Linked DNA regions of Sus scrofa: all the other regions are linked to region 1. A link is a contact called in public HiChIP or PLAC-seq and promoter capture Hi-C data. All regions are on one chromosome and are shown on one strand. Each heading gives the region's core, a stretch centred on a gene start, on an enhancer-like site or on the middle of the called end of the contact. The rest is flanking DNA. Distances are from core to core; before and after follow the strand shown. Region 1 holds the start of CNST (consortin). Region 2 holds the start of EFCAB2 (EF-hand calcium-binding domain-containing protein 2). Region 3 holds the start of LOC100739755 (cytochrome c oxidase protein 20 homolog). Region 4 holds the start of HNRNPU (a long non-coding RNA gene).

Region 1 (3,566 bases), core at 1,040-3,539:
ATTGAATGGAAAGATGTATGAAGAAGGGAGGGAGAGAAAGAGAAAGAAAAAGAGGCGGGCAATGAGGCAAGTAATTTCCACATCACTGTTATGTGAAGTTGTCTGCTATACATGAATCCAAATTCATTACAAAATCCAACTGGATAATGCCTTTAGTCCATGAAATTTTGTCTGAATGTATCAATTCTTTCTTACCTTGGGAACTCTAAATCCAGAGTTAACATAGTCTTATGTTAGCACTCTACATCTAATCTTTTACTCCAACTAGACTCTAAGCTTAGTTCTAAGCCTTAAGAAAGAAGGGGCACAGCATAGTCTACTAGTGATGACAAAACAAGCCTCGAGATACCAATTTAACATTTTAATCAAAGTTATCCATCTGTAGCAGAGATAGAACCAGAAAAAGAAAAGTCTCTGAATCCAATCTTCTAGTAATTCAACAAACATTGATATTTACTATGTCCTAGTCACTGGGAGCAATATATTTAAGGCATGGCCCCTGAAAACAATTCTTTGAAGATAAACTATGCTTACCTAAACCAGTCAAAGGTAGCTGATTGAACAATAAGTTATTTCTAGAAACAAAAATATACCTCCAATTGTGGAATAAAAGCTTTGTCACTTTCACAGGCAATCACTCTGGCACCACTTTCAAGTAATGCTCGTGTCAGGAATCCAGGACCTAATACATTAACAAAATGAAAACTTTATTTGCAAAAGAAAATAATTTCTTTCAATATAAAGAAATCACGTTTTACCTGGATAACCTAATTATTTTTCTTCTTTTTGTGGCCATGCCTGAAGTGTCCTGGCTAGAGGTCCAACTGGAGCTGCAACTGCTGAGCTATGCCACAACCACAGCAAATCGGGATCCTTAATCCACTGAGGCGGGAGATCGAACCAGCATCCTCACAAACACTATGTCAAGTTCTTAACCCTCTGACTCACAGTGGGAACCCCTGTATGATCTAATTTTAATTCTCACAACATCCCCAGAGTATAATTACTCTATATAAGGAAACTGGGAATTAAATACAGTCACTTGACTCCAACATCACAATTGGTTAAGCAGTGCTCCTTGGCTTTGAATTTATTCCATTGAAGACTGCAAAGCCTGTCCCCTTTATTTTTTTTTGTCTTTTTAGGGCCACACCCCGTGGCATATAGAAGTTCCCAGGTAGGAGGTCAATCTGAGCTGTAGCTGCCGGCCTACACCACAGCCACAGGAATGTGGGACCCTAGCCATGTCTGCGACCTACACCACAGCTCACCGCAACGCCGGATCCCTGACCCACTTAGCGAGGCCAGGGATCAAACCCAAATCCTCTTCGATGCTAGCTAGTCGGATTCGTTTCTGCTGAGCCACAATGGGAACTCCAAAATCAGCACTCTTAATCACGATGTTTTACTATCTCTCAAGAAAAAATCCCAAAAAACCAAACCAAAAAAGACTGCCTTTAGCCTACCACTTTCAGGCTATCTGCCAGACCTAAACAGAACTAATTCATGATAGGAAATAGTGCTTTAAAAAAATTCTTTGTCAAGTTTATAAATCTTGTGCTCCCAGTATCCTGCTATGGTCTATAAAAGATGCACAGAAAAGATAAAAGTTGTTTTGGGAAGACGGGGAAATAGAAGCACAGCTTTTATCAAAATACTTTTCAAAGTGCAAACTGCTACGGAAATATCTTGTGGTGTCATGATTAACACAGACCATATAAACTGCTCAAATCCTGTTTTAGACGATCTGCAGAAGTGAATATCCAAGAAAATGCAGTCCATGAAGGACTCACCCGGATTGCACTCCAGGAAGAGCTGGCCAGATTTTCGTTTTCTTCGCAGGATCCGCACCAAGTTCTCAGCCACTCTCGGATTAGTTATGTACCGCTTGGGTTCTGAGTTGTGCTTGTACACACGCGACTTCCCGAAACCCACACAGGGCACCAGCTTCGGTTGGAAATCAGACAAGGCACGGCGGTGCCCCGCCGGAACATCCTTCCTCCTTGCCGCTCCGGACCTCAAAGTGCAAAAGCGCCCAGGGACGGTCAAGGCTGAGAGCGTTAGCCGTGGTGGAAGCCCCGCCCATGGGACCCACATTGTCCCCCTCTAAGGTTCGTCCCAAAGTCACCCGGGCTCGTTACAACGTTGACGAACTCCATACAGGACGACCCACGTGCAACCTCTCCTGATCCCGGGACTACGCCGGCGGAAGTAAACACTCCACACTGTGCGTGCGAGCGACCTCGCCGGTGTGACCTTGACGTCACATCCGCTTCCGTGCCGGCACAGACGCCCGAGGGTTGTGAGTGGACGGCCGGAGGTAGCTGGGCTCCTACTCTATGGTCGTCAGCCCTCTGTACCTCCTCTCTAGCCGCCCGCGCTCTATGCTCCGCGGTCAGGGGCCGCCGGCCGCCAGCCCGCCCGCCGGGAGGGGTGCGCAGAGAGAGGCGGGGCGGGAAGGCAAGAGGTGTCCCCTCCACCCGAACGGCGGGAGACCCGAGCAAGCTCTGTGACAGCTCGTCGGCCGCCATGTCAGCGAGCGGGGCTGGAAACAGACCCGGCGCCCGGTGGTAGCCCTCCTTTCGTCTCCCGTTCCCAGGTGAGGAGAGGACGAGTGGGACGCAGGGGGCCGGCCAGCTCGCGGCCCTGGGAAAAGCCTTTGGGAACCCACTCGCTCCTCCCCCGGTGCTGTCCTCCCCCGGCGGCGGAGCCGCCTCTGCCCTCCTGGTGCGGTGGAGCGCGGTACTCTCACCCCCGCCCCGTCTCCGCTCTCCTGTTTTTCTCTCTTTTCTCTCGCCGCCCTCGTCTCTCCTTGCGCAGCGCGCCCATTTCTCCCTCCCTAGGGCACTCGCGCCCAAAGCCGTCCCTCGCCCGGCTCCCCGCGGAGCCTGCGGCTGCCGCTGTGCCTCTGTTCCTTCCTGTTCTGCTGCTCATAGCCCCGACTCTCCATCCCTGAGAGGGGTTTTATCTTCCTTCCTACCTGTGTTTTTTGGTTTTTTTTCCGCTCACCGCCTTGGTTGTCAGGAACCGCCTAGTGTCTCCCTTCCTTTCCTCCTCCTGGGACAATGTTTACCTTGATTGTTATTTTTAATTTGCGTATTTAAAAGATTTAAAATTAAGATTTAAAAGCTTACAATGTATTTCTAAGCTTCAGAAGATTAAGGTCTTTGGATGCTTATTTTGTTGCCTTTGTAAACTTAGTCAAAGACATTGTACCGTGGAATGCAATTTAAAAGACCAGTTCCAAAGACTCTAAAAATAGGATGCTCTAATGGAAATTTTGGCAGTCTTTTTACCTATTGGACGGTGTTAGAAGGCTCAATTCTTTGAGAGTGATTTCAGTGATTAAGGATCATACTCAAAAAGAGCTTTATCCAAAACCCTTTCCACCAAGGCAAGAAACCGCAGCCAGTCAACTTCCTATTTTAAAATATGTACAATTCTTTCTGCTTACTTTCCTGGGAGCGTAGTTGAGCTTGGCATTTAAATGCACAAGGAAAAGGTTTCTAAGGAATGCATCACCTAGCAAATAGGAGCCAGAAGATTTACTCTGTGGATGAATCGCA
Region 2 (3,370 bases), core at 573-3,072, 1.5 Mb before region 1:
ATCAGCCAATTAGTCAATTGAAAATATTAAGCTCCTAGTATGTGTCCCAAGTTGGGACAGATACTGTGTATATATAAAAGGTCTAGGAGTTCCCGTCGTGGCTCAGTGGTTAACGAATCCGACCAGGAACCATGAGGTTGTGGGTTCGGTCCCTGCCCTTGCTCAGTGGGTTAAGGATCCGGCGTTGCTGTGAGCTGTGGTGTAGGTTGCAGACAAGGCTCGGATCCCGCGTTGCTGTGGCTCTGGCGTAGGCCAGTGGCTACAGCTCCGATTCGACCCCTGGCTTGGGAACCTCTACATGCTGCGGGAGCGGCCCAAAGAAATAGAAAAAAAAAAAAAAAGGTCTATATGTTGGGCTCCAGTCTTCAAATCTAATTGGGGAGGGAGGGGTTAGTTAACATACATTAAGTATTTTTTTATCATTTAAATTAGAGAAACAATGTTGTCTTAAATGTGCTGTTGGCTTTCGGAGAAGTACAGATTAATGTGGCTTGAAATAATCTAAATAATAAAGTTTGTTTCCCATTAAGTCTTTGAGAAGACTAAATTTTGTCCTAATTTTATTTATTTATTTATTTTTTTGCTTTTTAGGACTGCACCTACAGCATATGAAGATTCCCAGGCTAGGGGTTGAATCGGAGCTACAGCTGCCGCCTACACCACAGAGAAATGCAGGATCCAAGCCGGGTCTGCAACCTACACCACAGCTCACGGCAACACCGGATTCTTAACCCGCTGAGCGAGGCCAGGGATCGAACTCCTGTCCTCATGGATACTAGTTGGGTTCGTTAATCACTGGGCAACGAAGGGAACTCCACTCCTGCCCTAATTTTAAAAACGTACATTATTTCTGGGAGTTCCTGTGTGGCTCAGTGGTAACAAACCCAACTAGGATGCATGAAGCTGCGGATTCGATCCCTGGCCTCAGTCATCAGGTTATGGATCTGGCATTGCTGTGAGCTGTGGTGTAGGTCACAGATTCAGCTCGGATACCATATTGCTGTGGCTGTGGAGTAGGGCGGCAGCGGAAGCTCCAATGTGACCACTAGCCTGGGAGCTTCCATATGCCTTGGGTCTGGCCCCAAAAAGAAAGAAAGAAAAAAAAAAGGCATTATTTCAAACATGGAGAAATTGTTCTAGGCACTGGGGATATATGGACAAATAAAGCACAACTTGTCCTCAAGAGCTTACCTTTGATAGGCGGAAAGAAATAAACAAAGTCATTGCAAATCACTGCAAGAGGATTTACCAGTAGGGCACCTCCAAGGAAAGGGTTGACAGGGAAAGCTTCAAGTACTTGACCTTCAGGGATGTCACTGACGACAGGGAGAGGACAAATGTGTGTCTGTGGGGGGGTGAATACTGGGAGGGGAGAGAGAGAGGAGGGAAAGGCATTCCAGAAAAAGAAAACTGAAAGCAGCGTCTGAGCCTGTAGGGAACCTGAAGCTGGGGTTTTCCACATTTATTTCAAAGACCTTCATCATCTATATGGAAAGAGGGGTCTTTTAAAACATATAACTAGACCATAATGACTATGAAATTTAAATATACATGCTAATGATTACTTTCCCCTATTTTTCAGCTGTTCACAATTATATCCCATGTATGTAAGAATCTATCTTCAGATACGAGCCATTTTGTGATGATTCAATTGTTTCTAGTCAATTTCAAAGGGAATGATCAGAGCACCACATGAATATCTTCTACAGAAAAAAATATTTTAACAAAGATTATTAGTCAACTTAAGGTTTTAAGGGATTACAGAACTAGAATAAAAGGAGCATAAAAACTCAGGTAATAAAACCGTTTGATATCTTATATTTTGAAGGCCTCTTAATATTTAGCTAACGGCTTATAAACATTCACATAAAATCACATAAATGAATACACAGATGCACTTAAAATCACCTAAAATTCGTTTTAAAATATATATATTCTCTTGAACTACACCATTAGGGATATTATTCAAAAATCATTTTCGAAAGAAAACATTCTAGTAAGCTTTCCCTTAAAAAGAGAAAAAATTTCCCATCATGCTACAGCTTCAAAGTTTCAGAAACGCTTGATTTCAAACTTTCCCTGGGTACCTTTAACGGGTGGTCTGGTCAAATTTCACACCTAAGCACATTTCCACCTACTAACGGTGAGCATAACAGGGGTACTTTTTTGTTGCTATGAGAACCTTCTATTTTGTATCCGAAATCGCAGCCTTGACAACGCAAATGTTTGCGCCTGTTTTACACATGTTTTTCGACTGCGATTCCGCTCCTCCTAGTAATAACAGCCTAATGGCTCTGGTTTCCTCCCGCGCCGGCCCAGTTTTCCGTCCCAGCTCCAGCTCTCGGCCGCCGCCTCTGGGAGCGGGAGGCGAGTCCTGGACGGGAGAAAACCGAGGGCAGGAGGTGGGGCAGGTCCGGCCCCTCCGTGGCCTGCGGACGCCAAGCGGAGGCGGCGGGATGGCGGGCTGCTTTTGTCATCCCTCGGGAGCTGAGCTCTGCACCCAGTTCTCCAGCTGCGTTTAAAAATCTGCAGTAGGAAAAAAAAAAAAAAAAAAAATCGAGCAACGCCAGGTCCAAAGAACTGGAGGGGAGGGGGAGTGCAGTGTGTCCGTGATGTCCCCAAATGATCAGAGACAAGAACAGGAGGGGTTCCAGGCTTTATTATTAAATACTTCCTCCAAGCCAGAGAAACCTGGGCTCAGGCCTCGGTTCTGGAAGGAGGAGGATGATGTGAGGGACGGGGCGCGGGGGGCGCGTCCAGGCTTCCGGCCTCCAGGGCGTCAGAGGGTCGTGGCGGGAACGGGGAGGGCGCGCGCTCGGAGCTTCCCCCCCACCCCCCGCTCCAGGGTCTTTTTCCCTTGGGATTCGGAGATGCCCATCCTCCGGGCTGGCCTCGCCGCGGGGCAGGAGGGGGCCGGGGCGCCGCGACCTCGCCTAGCGACCGGCCTCTCCCGGGCGACGGCGCCGCAACAAGATGGCGGACGACAGAGAGAGGGAAGGCACAGGTAAGAGGCGCCGCGGGAGCCCGGCCCTCACCGCCCGCCGCGACCCCGGGCCGCGCGGAGGAGCTCCGGCCGGGGTGGGTCTCCCTGCCTCTGGGGCCCCGCCCTCAGCGAGACGCAGACTCAGCCGCAGCCTGCCGCGCGCCCGGCAGGGGAGGGGAGGCCCCCTCCCCCGCTCCCGCCGGCTTCCCCGCCCCGCCGCTCCGCCCTCCCGCCCCCTCCGCCTCGCCCCTCCTCCGAGGCCGAGCCTCGCTTCCTGCGCGGGTTGGGGCCGCGGCTCCTCCGGAGGCGGCCGGGCCATAATGGCGTCCTTGTTCACGGTCTCAGGGACGCCGCCTCCAGGCCCTCGGCGAGGCTCTCGTGGCCGCA
Region 3 (3,217 bases), core at 620-3,119, 1.6 Mb before region 1:
TAGTGTTAAGGTTAAAAGTAAATTACTGAATGCAAATTACATACCACAACCTTTAGACATGCATGTGTCATATACAGACAGACACACACGTAGGGCAGCAGGTATGGTATAGCGAGACTTTCACTTTTTGCCCTGTATTCCAGGGTTAATTAAAAAGAAAAAAAAAAAGAAAGTAGTTTGGAAAGAGATGTATTAAACTGTTAGTTGTCTTTACCTTAAATAGGGGAGAAAAAAGGAATGAAAGCGAAAGAGATCTTTTCATTCTAAAAACTTTGAGAATAATTTTTAAAAAACAAACATGCAAGTTCATGCCATTTTTGTGAAATTATTATTGGTATAAAGAAATAACAACATATGAAAATGCTTTGCAAAGACAAGTGAAATGGACCCTAGGTTAGTTTACCTTAGCAATTTTTCAAAGTCTCAGCAAAAAATAAAATAGGATGGCCATGGAATTTTTCCAATTCTCCTTCCTTTACAACATAATCAGGAATGACTTCAAATGTAATTATGGAATTACACTGCTTCACTCTTTAAGGAATATTCTGCCTTAAATATTACCTTCCAGACCAAGAGTTCAAAGCATAGTTACCGCACAGATTTTCAGATGAGAGCCCCAAACTGGCAGGATGGGGGGACGGGGTGGAAAGAGTAGGGGAATGACATTTATTCTATGTCCTAATTAATAGTAGAGCGGTATGTTAGAGCAGTTTAATCTAACCAAAAGTTACTTATTTTTAAAAATAACTGTCACACACAAGTCATAAAATGCGATTGTTGGAAGATTGTAGTAAATGATGATGAACGTATAAGGAATAAGAAAACGCTCGACAGCTGACAGCAAATAACCGCCTTATCCAGCCGCAGCATGACTCTGCACCATGACACACTCTAAAGCTTGGGTATTTTCCCAGGAGAATACGCTGAAATACAAAGGTCCACAAAGAGAGGAGGCATAAAGATTTGGATAGGGACATTTTCTTTTAGGGTGGACAGAAAAAAAAAAAAAAACAGGAAAAGGAATTGCACTGTTTAAAGTGCTGAGAAAATGGTCAGAGCCCATCTGCCACCCAAGAGGCCCACACGCAGATTTCACGTTAAGCCGCAGTCCTGGGGAGCGAGCATCCGTGGACCACCACCCAGCGTACAAGGACGCGCGTCGCAGCCTTTTCCCACTTGGCCCCGCCCGCCTCCCTGCCTGCACGGCGGGCACAGACGTCCTGACGCATCCGCATTGACGAGCTGCTCCCTCCATTTTGTCCCCAGTCTCCTTCAGGCGCACCGAGCGGCGCTATTTTAAAGCCACTCCCAGATGGAACCAATGCAGGGAGGCGGCGGAGTGGGTGCGGGACCACGCTTTGCCGGAGGCCGGCACTCGGGGATAAATGACGGCTGGTGCTGGTGGAGCTGCCTGGGGCGCCCAGGGCTCGACCCGGGCCGGAGGACAAAGGACACAGAGGGGACGCGGGCCGCATGCCAGCACGGGCCGACTTCCGGGCCGTGAGCTGGGAACGTGGGGCGGGGGAAGGGGGTCCCGTTCGCAGGACAAAGCGGCGGCGGCGCGCACGCCCCATCCGCGCGGCCCCGCCCGCCCGCCCGCCGCGCGCGCCCGGCGCCCAAACACGCGAGCGCGCGCGGGCGACGGTTAGAAATGGCGGTTGGGGCCAGAGGGGCGGGGGCGGGAAGATGTGCCGCCTCGTGGTGCTAAGCGTCCGGGCCCGTAGTTGCTTCACGGGCCCTCTTCCTCCGCCTGGTGCAGGCCCTAGAGATGGGGAGAGCCGCTGTGGGGAAGGCGTGACTCCTTCAAGTGAACAAAGGAAATGGCGGCCTCTGCCGAGGAAACCGACGCGGACAACGCTGCAGCCGCCGACACTGGGAGACGTTCCCTAAAATGGCGGACTGCGCGGGCGCGGGCGGGGCGAGGACGCGGGCGGGGCGTCCGTTCGAGGCGGCCCTCGGCGGCGGCGGGGCGGGGCGGAGGCGCCGACTGCTCGCATGGCCGCCACGCCGGAACCCGGCGAGCCCGGGAAGGGGAAGGTAACCGGGGGACAGCGGGGCGCGCGGGCTGGGGGCGGGGGTGAGTGAGGCCCGGACGGGCGGGCGCGGCGCGTAAGGACGCGGCCTCTGGAGCTGCGAGACCCAGACGGGAGCGCGTGTCGTTCGCTTCTCTGCCCGCGGACAGACCCCCCCCCCCGCCCGCCTTCCGTCCCTTTTTTACCTTAATTGCCGTGGCTTTAATGACATACACGAGGAGGATGAGGGGACAGGTACCGGTAATTTACTGCAGCTCACAGACTCATCCCTTTGGGAATATTTTGTCTTGCATTGTAATTTGTTAGTCAAGAGATTGCAAAATTCCCCGAGGACGGCTGCCTTGTGCAGCAGGCTCTATGCTTCACTGAAAGCGCTTAACTTAGGGGAGTTGGGAAAGGTAATCGAGTGCGTTTATATCGAGAACTGGAGGGTCAGATGAAACGCTTGAGGTGTTTTCTCCTTTACCCTTTCGCTCGACCACGTGGAGTATGCAGGATTCTATGGACCCGATCGTTCCCGTCGCTGGCCTTCCTGCCCTGCCTGGCCCCTGTGGGCTCCCCTGTAAAATGGATAATTTCACTTCTCTGTCTAAAACCCAGTCGTATCAGTCCATTGCTCTCAGGTTAAAATCCGAATTTCTTGGCCTGGAAATGTGAAGGTTGTTACCTAACGCTGGCGGTTCAGCCTTCGGCTCTTCCGATGCTTTGCCGGTGGTGGATTGAATAAATCTAAACAGGGCCGTCTCTGGTCTCCCCTGCAGGGCTTCCTGACTCCCTAAAGGAGACAGGTGCTTCTGCCTCCACCTGCCAGGACACCTTGTACACAGCCGTATCGTTAGACTGGAAGTCAATCTTTGTCTTGTTTTTAAGAGCGGGGGACCCAGTTTTGATATCCTCAGTGCAGCTAACAAGTGTTCATGAAAAGATAATGCCCCCCTCAAAAAAACCCACCTTAAAATAGTAAGCTATAGAGATAGTAACATTGGATCAGTTATTCACAAATATTTATCGAAGACCTACTCTGTGGCCACATGTGCGGAGATGTGGGATATGATGGATTTTGCAGAACGGTTGCCTCTAGGAGACCTTGGTGGTGCTGTTTCCAGAGTGCACGGATAAATGTCTCCTTGAAGAGTTAAAAGGGATAGTAGATTTGTTAAATGGAGAAGTTTAGTTCTGCAGTG
Region 4 (3,666 bases), core at 1,058-3,557, 1.5 Mb before region 1:
TATAGAAACAAGTTACAGGTTACAAGATTCCATAAGCTAGACAATCAAACACTAGCATTGATTTCACATTCCTACCAATGAGAACTTAGTCATACCAAAAAAATTATCAATTTGCTAATGCCTATACAATTACCAATACAACTGCTGTAATAAACATCAAGTGACCAAAATCTGAATATAAGCCCTCATCTTCCTACTTTTAAAAGAACTGTTTACAGGCATTAAGTTTTCTAACATCTTGGAACCAAAAACCACATTTGACAACTGGGGAAGGGGAGCGAAACAACTTCACTTACAAGTATCAAGACAAACCACTGTGTCGTCGAAATGTTCATCTTCTTCTTCAACAGGTGGCTGAGGCGATTTGGCTCTGAAAGACAGAATTGTCTCTTGATACAGCTTTCCCCACCAAAAACTAAAGAACAGGTGACAAGTAAAACTTGGTTAGCATGCTCTACCTGCTATACTTATTCTCTTCAATATATTCAAAATATCCACGGCCATGGTCTTCTCGAGGTCTTTTAACACCTCTCTTTTTATCTCCGCCTTTCTGTTCTGTTTTGCCGTCTCCTACAATACACGACACCACCTTATAAGACACCACGTCGCGAAACAACAAACAAAAAAAGCTTTTTTTTTTGAAGTTCCAAAAAGCTCGACTTCCCAATTCATTTTTGTAAGTAGTTTCAATCGAGAATTCAAACGCGAATTCAAAAAACAATCGGCTTGGAACTAGATTGGAATTAGTGACGCAGTACTAAGTACATTGCTAATTTTGCCCGTCCCCTCGAAAATTCGAGAAAGCTAATGAAAACTAGCGCGGCCCAGGCCCGAGCCCACGTGTATCCCGGAGAGAGTTCAGGAAGGGGGGAGGGGCCGAGGCGCCCAGCCCGCACTCCCCTCCCCCACCCGGGCCCGCGCTCCCCGCGGCCGCATTGTACTGCTCGCCGCCAGCCCCGCCCGGCCCCGCCCGCCGGAAGTGACGTCACGCCGAGCCCGGCGCGCCTTGCACAATACCGCGGCCCGGAGCCGCCACGGCGCGCCGCCGGGGCCCCGGGCCTCCCCTCCCCCCGGAGACATGTGCCCGCACCGCGCGCACGCAGCGCAGCGGCGCCGCCGCGGCTCCTCCCCCAACAGCGGCAGCTGCAGCCCCCCCCCCGGGCTCCCCCCTCCCGCTCTAGCCACATAATGGAGGCGCTGCCGCCGCCGTCACACTGCGAGCCGAGGCCTCACGCCTAATCCGGGATTCCCCGCGGCCTCCCCGCCCGCCCGCTCGCCGCGGCCCCCGCCCCCCCGGGGGCGCCCTCCCGCGGCGGGGCATCCCTCCCCTCCCCCAGCGGGGCTCCGGCAGGCCTGGGCACGGTCCCCACCCCGCGCGGGCCTCCCGCCGCGCGCAACCAACCACGCAGCACTCACCCGCCGCCGGAGCCCCGGGGCGACCGCCGCCTCCGCCGCCTTCCGCCTTCTTCTTACCTCCCGCCTGCTGCTGGCCCTGCCTCGCCCCGGGCGGCGCCACCGTCACCGCGAACAGCGACGTGGGGCCGCTGCTCTTCCCTGCGGCCTCCTTGGCGGCCCCGCGCTGCTGCTGGGGCTGTTGCTGCGGCGCCGCCGGCGGTTGAGGCTGCTGCTCCCCGTGCCCGTTCTCGTCGCCCGCGCCTTCCTCCTCCTCGCCGAGCTCATCCTCCCCTTCCTGGAAGCCCTGGTCGTCGCCGTTCTCGTCCTCCGAGGCGGCCTCCTCCTCTTCCATCGGGCCCGAGTCGGCCGCCCCCGCGGCGCCGTTCTCCTCCCCGAGCTCCATCTGGTCGCCATCCAGGGCGGCGATCCCTTCCTCCTCCTCCTCTTCTTCCTCCTCCTCCTCGTCGCCACCGGCCGCGGCCTCCTGCTCGAGGCCTGCTCCCGAGCGCTCGGCGGAATCCCCGCCCAGGTCTAGGCTGCCGTTCCCAGGCTCCATGGCGGGGCGGCCCCCGGCCTCCTCGTCGTCCAGCGCGGCCTGGAGACGCTCCATGAGCTCGGCCTTGAGGCCCTTGTCGGACAGGCGCCGCTTCTTGAGCTCCTCCTTCAGCTCCGACACCTTCAGCTTTTTCACATTAACAGGCGAGGAACTCATGGTGAGGCCCCGATTCACCGCTAGGCGCTGGCTCAAACTGGACTCCGCTCACTCGGCCACTGGCGGCGGCTGCGGCTGCTGCTCGGCCCGGGCGGCGGCTGCGGCTGCGGCTGGAGGTGGGTTTGTGCTGCAGAGCGGACCCGCCTGGTGTCGAACGGCGCCAATTCCTTTCACCGAGTTCGCGAGGGAGACGCGGAGACTCGCCTAGCGCGAGCGAGCACGCAACGTCCTCTCGCAGGAGCGGTGCCGCGCACGTAATATAGCCGCCCCGCCCCTGCGCCGGCGGAGCGCCCGCGCTCGCCCCGCCCCGCCCACACCAGTTCCTCCCGCCCCCACCCGAATCGCGGGCCCGGAGCGCGGCGCCGCGCCGCGCACTGCGCTTCCAATTGGGGCCGAGCAAATGGAGGAGGAGGAAACCGCCTTCAGTTAAACCGACCCACTGCAACATCTATTGGTCTTTCCAGCTCTTTGGTGTCGAGGCTTGTTTTGCTCTTTGCCTTCCAGCCCTTCTGTCCAAATGCTTTTAGTCCTCAGACTGGCCTTTTCCACTTGACTCCGCCACCTATTCTTCCATTTTAGATTTGTCTTATCTATTTCTCCAGCTATTTGTTTAAAACGCCTTAAAATTGTATTTCAGCTTTGATTTGTGCAACACAAATTGGCAATTACAATACGCAGGGGATTTTCTTCCGCTTAATATTTGGTTTAATTTTTCTAAGTCCTGCCTTGCGGATTGAATTTTAAACTCAAGCAGGGCCTTTCTTTTGTCTCTCCCACGACCCCTACTGCAAGCCTTCAAAGATGAGATGCTTGCTTTCCGGAGCGTGTCCTCCACTCCATACTGCAAAGCGTACTCTGCCGGCCTTGTCATGGCACTGTCAGCCAAAGAAGTTAAATAAACCTCAGAATTGCATTTCTGTGTTTTCTTTACCTACCAACCGAAAAGACGGACCTTCTGTAAGATTTATTCCAATTTAGGATCTGGTCGTCCAGTTATGAAAAGTCCTTGTAGCTGACAATGAGGATGAGACCCAGCTAAGATCACACACTTTGATTCTATTCCCGTGTCTCCAGAAATACTTTGGACCAAATTATGCTGAAACCCTAATAAAAGCTTATGCAAAACAAAGGGTTGTGATTTTGTAAATAGAAAATAATCACTCCCGAAAAGAAATGTTATTTCAGTGTGCCTTCGACGTTTAATTTTTCTCTTTACTAAATAAAACGTGTGTTACATTCCTCAAGTTTTAGGTAGCAGTGCCAGAATTTAGATTTGTGATAGAGACAAGTATTAAACCCGGTAGAATCTGCACAGGGGCTAGCCAATGTTCTAGTCTAGTTTATCTCTGACTAAGGAGGTCAGCTTTACACACTGCTTGGTGCTTTAGCTGGCAGAATAATGCTGCCCCAATTTTAATTTGAAATTTGGAAAAATACACATGTGAACTCTCTTCCCTGGGTCGTATGATTTGACTGATCGATAAATTTTATTTTTATTTTTTTGTCTTTTTAGGGCCGCACCCGCAGCATATGGAGGTTCCCAGGTTAGGGGTCAAATC

Evidence for each region. Promoter capture Hi-C pulls out the DNA fragments that hold promoters and counts their contacts. HiChIP or PLAC-seq counts read pairs in DNA pulled down with a chosen protein or histone mark.
Region 2: a promoter capture Hi-C map of liver shows a contact between it and region 1, with 11 times the contacts expected there. The contact joins the promoter of EFCAB2 here to the promoter of CNST in region 1. A contact is called at or near these places in 1 of 5 promoter capture datasets (liver) and 2 of 2 datasets of contacts at active chromatin or transcription factors (alveolar macrophages and skeletal muscle).
Region 3: an H3K27ac HiChIP or PLAC-seq map of alveolar macrophages shows a contact between it and region 1. The contact joins the promoter of LOC100739755 here to the promoter of CNST in region 1. A contact is called at or near these places in 2 of 2 datasets of contacts at active chromatin or transcription factors (alveolar macrophages and skeletal muscle).
Region 4: a contact with region 1 is called in an H3K27ac HiChIP or PLAC-seq map of alveolar macrophages. The contact joins the promoter of HNRNPU here to the promoter of CNST in region 1. A contact is called at or near these places in 1 of 5 promoter capture datasets (liver) and 1 of 2 datasets of contacts at active chromatin or transcription factors (alveolar macrophages).

The regions. Positions count from the first base shown.
Region 1 is chr10:19,044,095-19,047,660 of Sscrofa11.1, forward strand. CNST (consortin) reads left to right here and starts at 2,290. Exons shown (of 11, transcript XM_021064469.1): 1 at 2,290-2,599. It overlaps TFB2M (dimethyladenosine transferase 2, mitochondrial), which reads right to left and starts at 2,249. Exons shown (of 8, transcript XM_021064472.1): 1 at 1,794-2,249; 2 at 594-682. The coding sequence starts at 2,097.
Region 2 is chr10:17,556,402-17,559,771 of Sscrofa11.1, forward strand. It overlaps EFCAB2 (EF-hand calcium-binding domain-containing protein 2), which reads left to right and starts at 1,823. Exons shown (of 6, transcript XM_005653792.3): 1 at 1,823-3,004. The coding sequence starts at 2,613.
Region 3 is chr10:17,469,968-17,473,184 of Sscrofa11.1, forward strand. LOC100739755 (cytochrome c oxidase protein 20 homolog) reads left to right here and starts at 1,870. Exons shown (of 4, transcript XM_005653791.3): 1 at 1,870-2,037. The coding sequence starts at 1,996.
Region 4 is chr10:17,494,693-17,498,358 of Sscrofa11.1, forward strand. HNRNPU (a long non-coding RNA gene) reads right to left here and starts at 2,308. Exons shown (of 16, transcript XR_002336237.1): 1 at 1,417-2,308; 2 at 459-570; 3 at 297-370.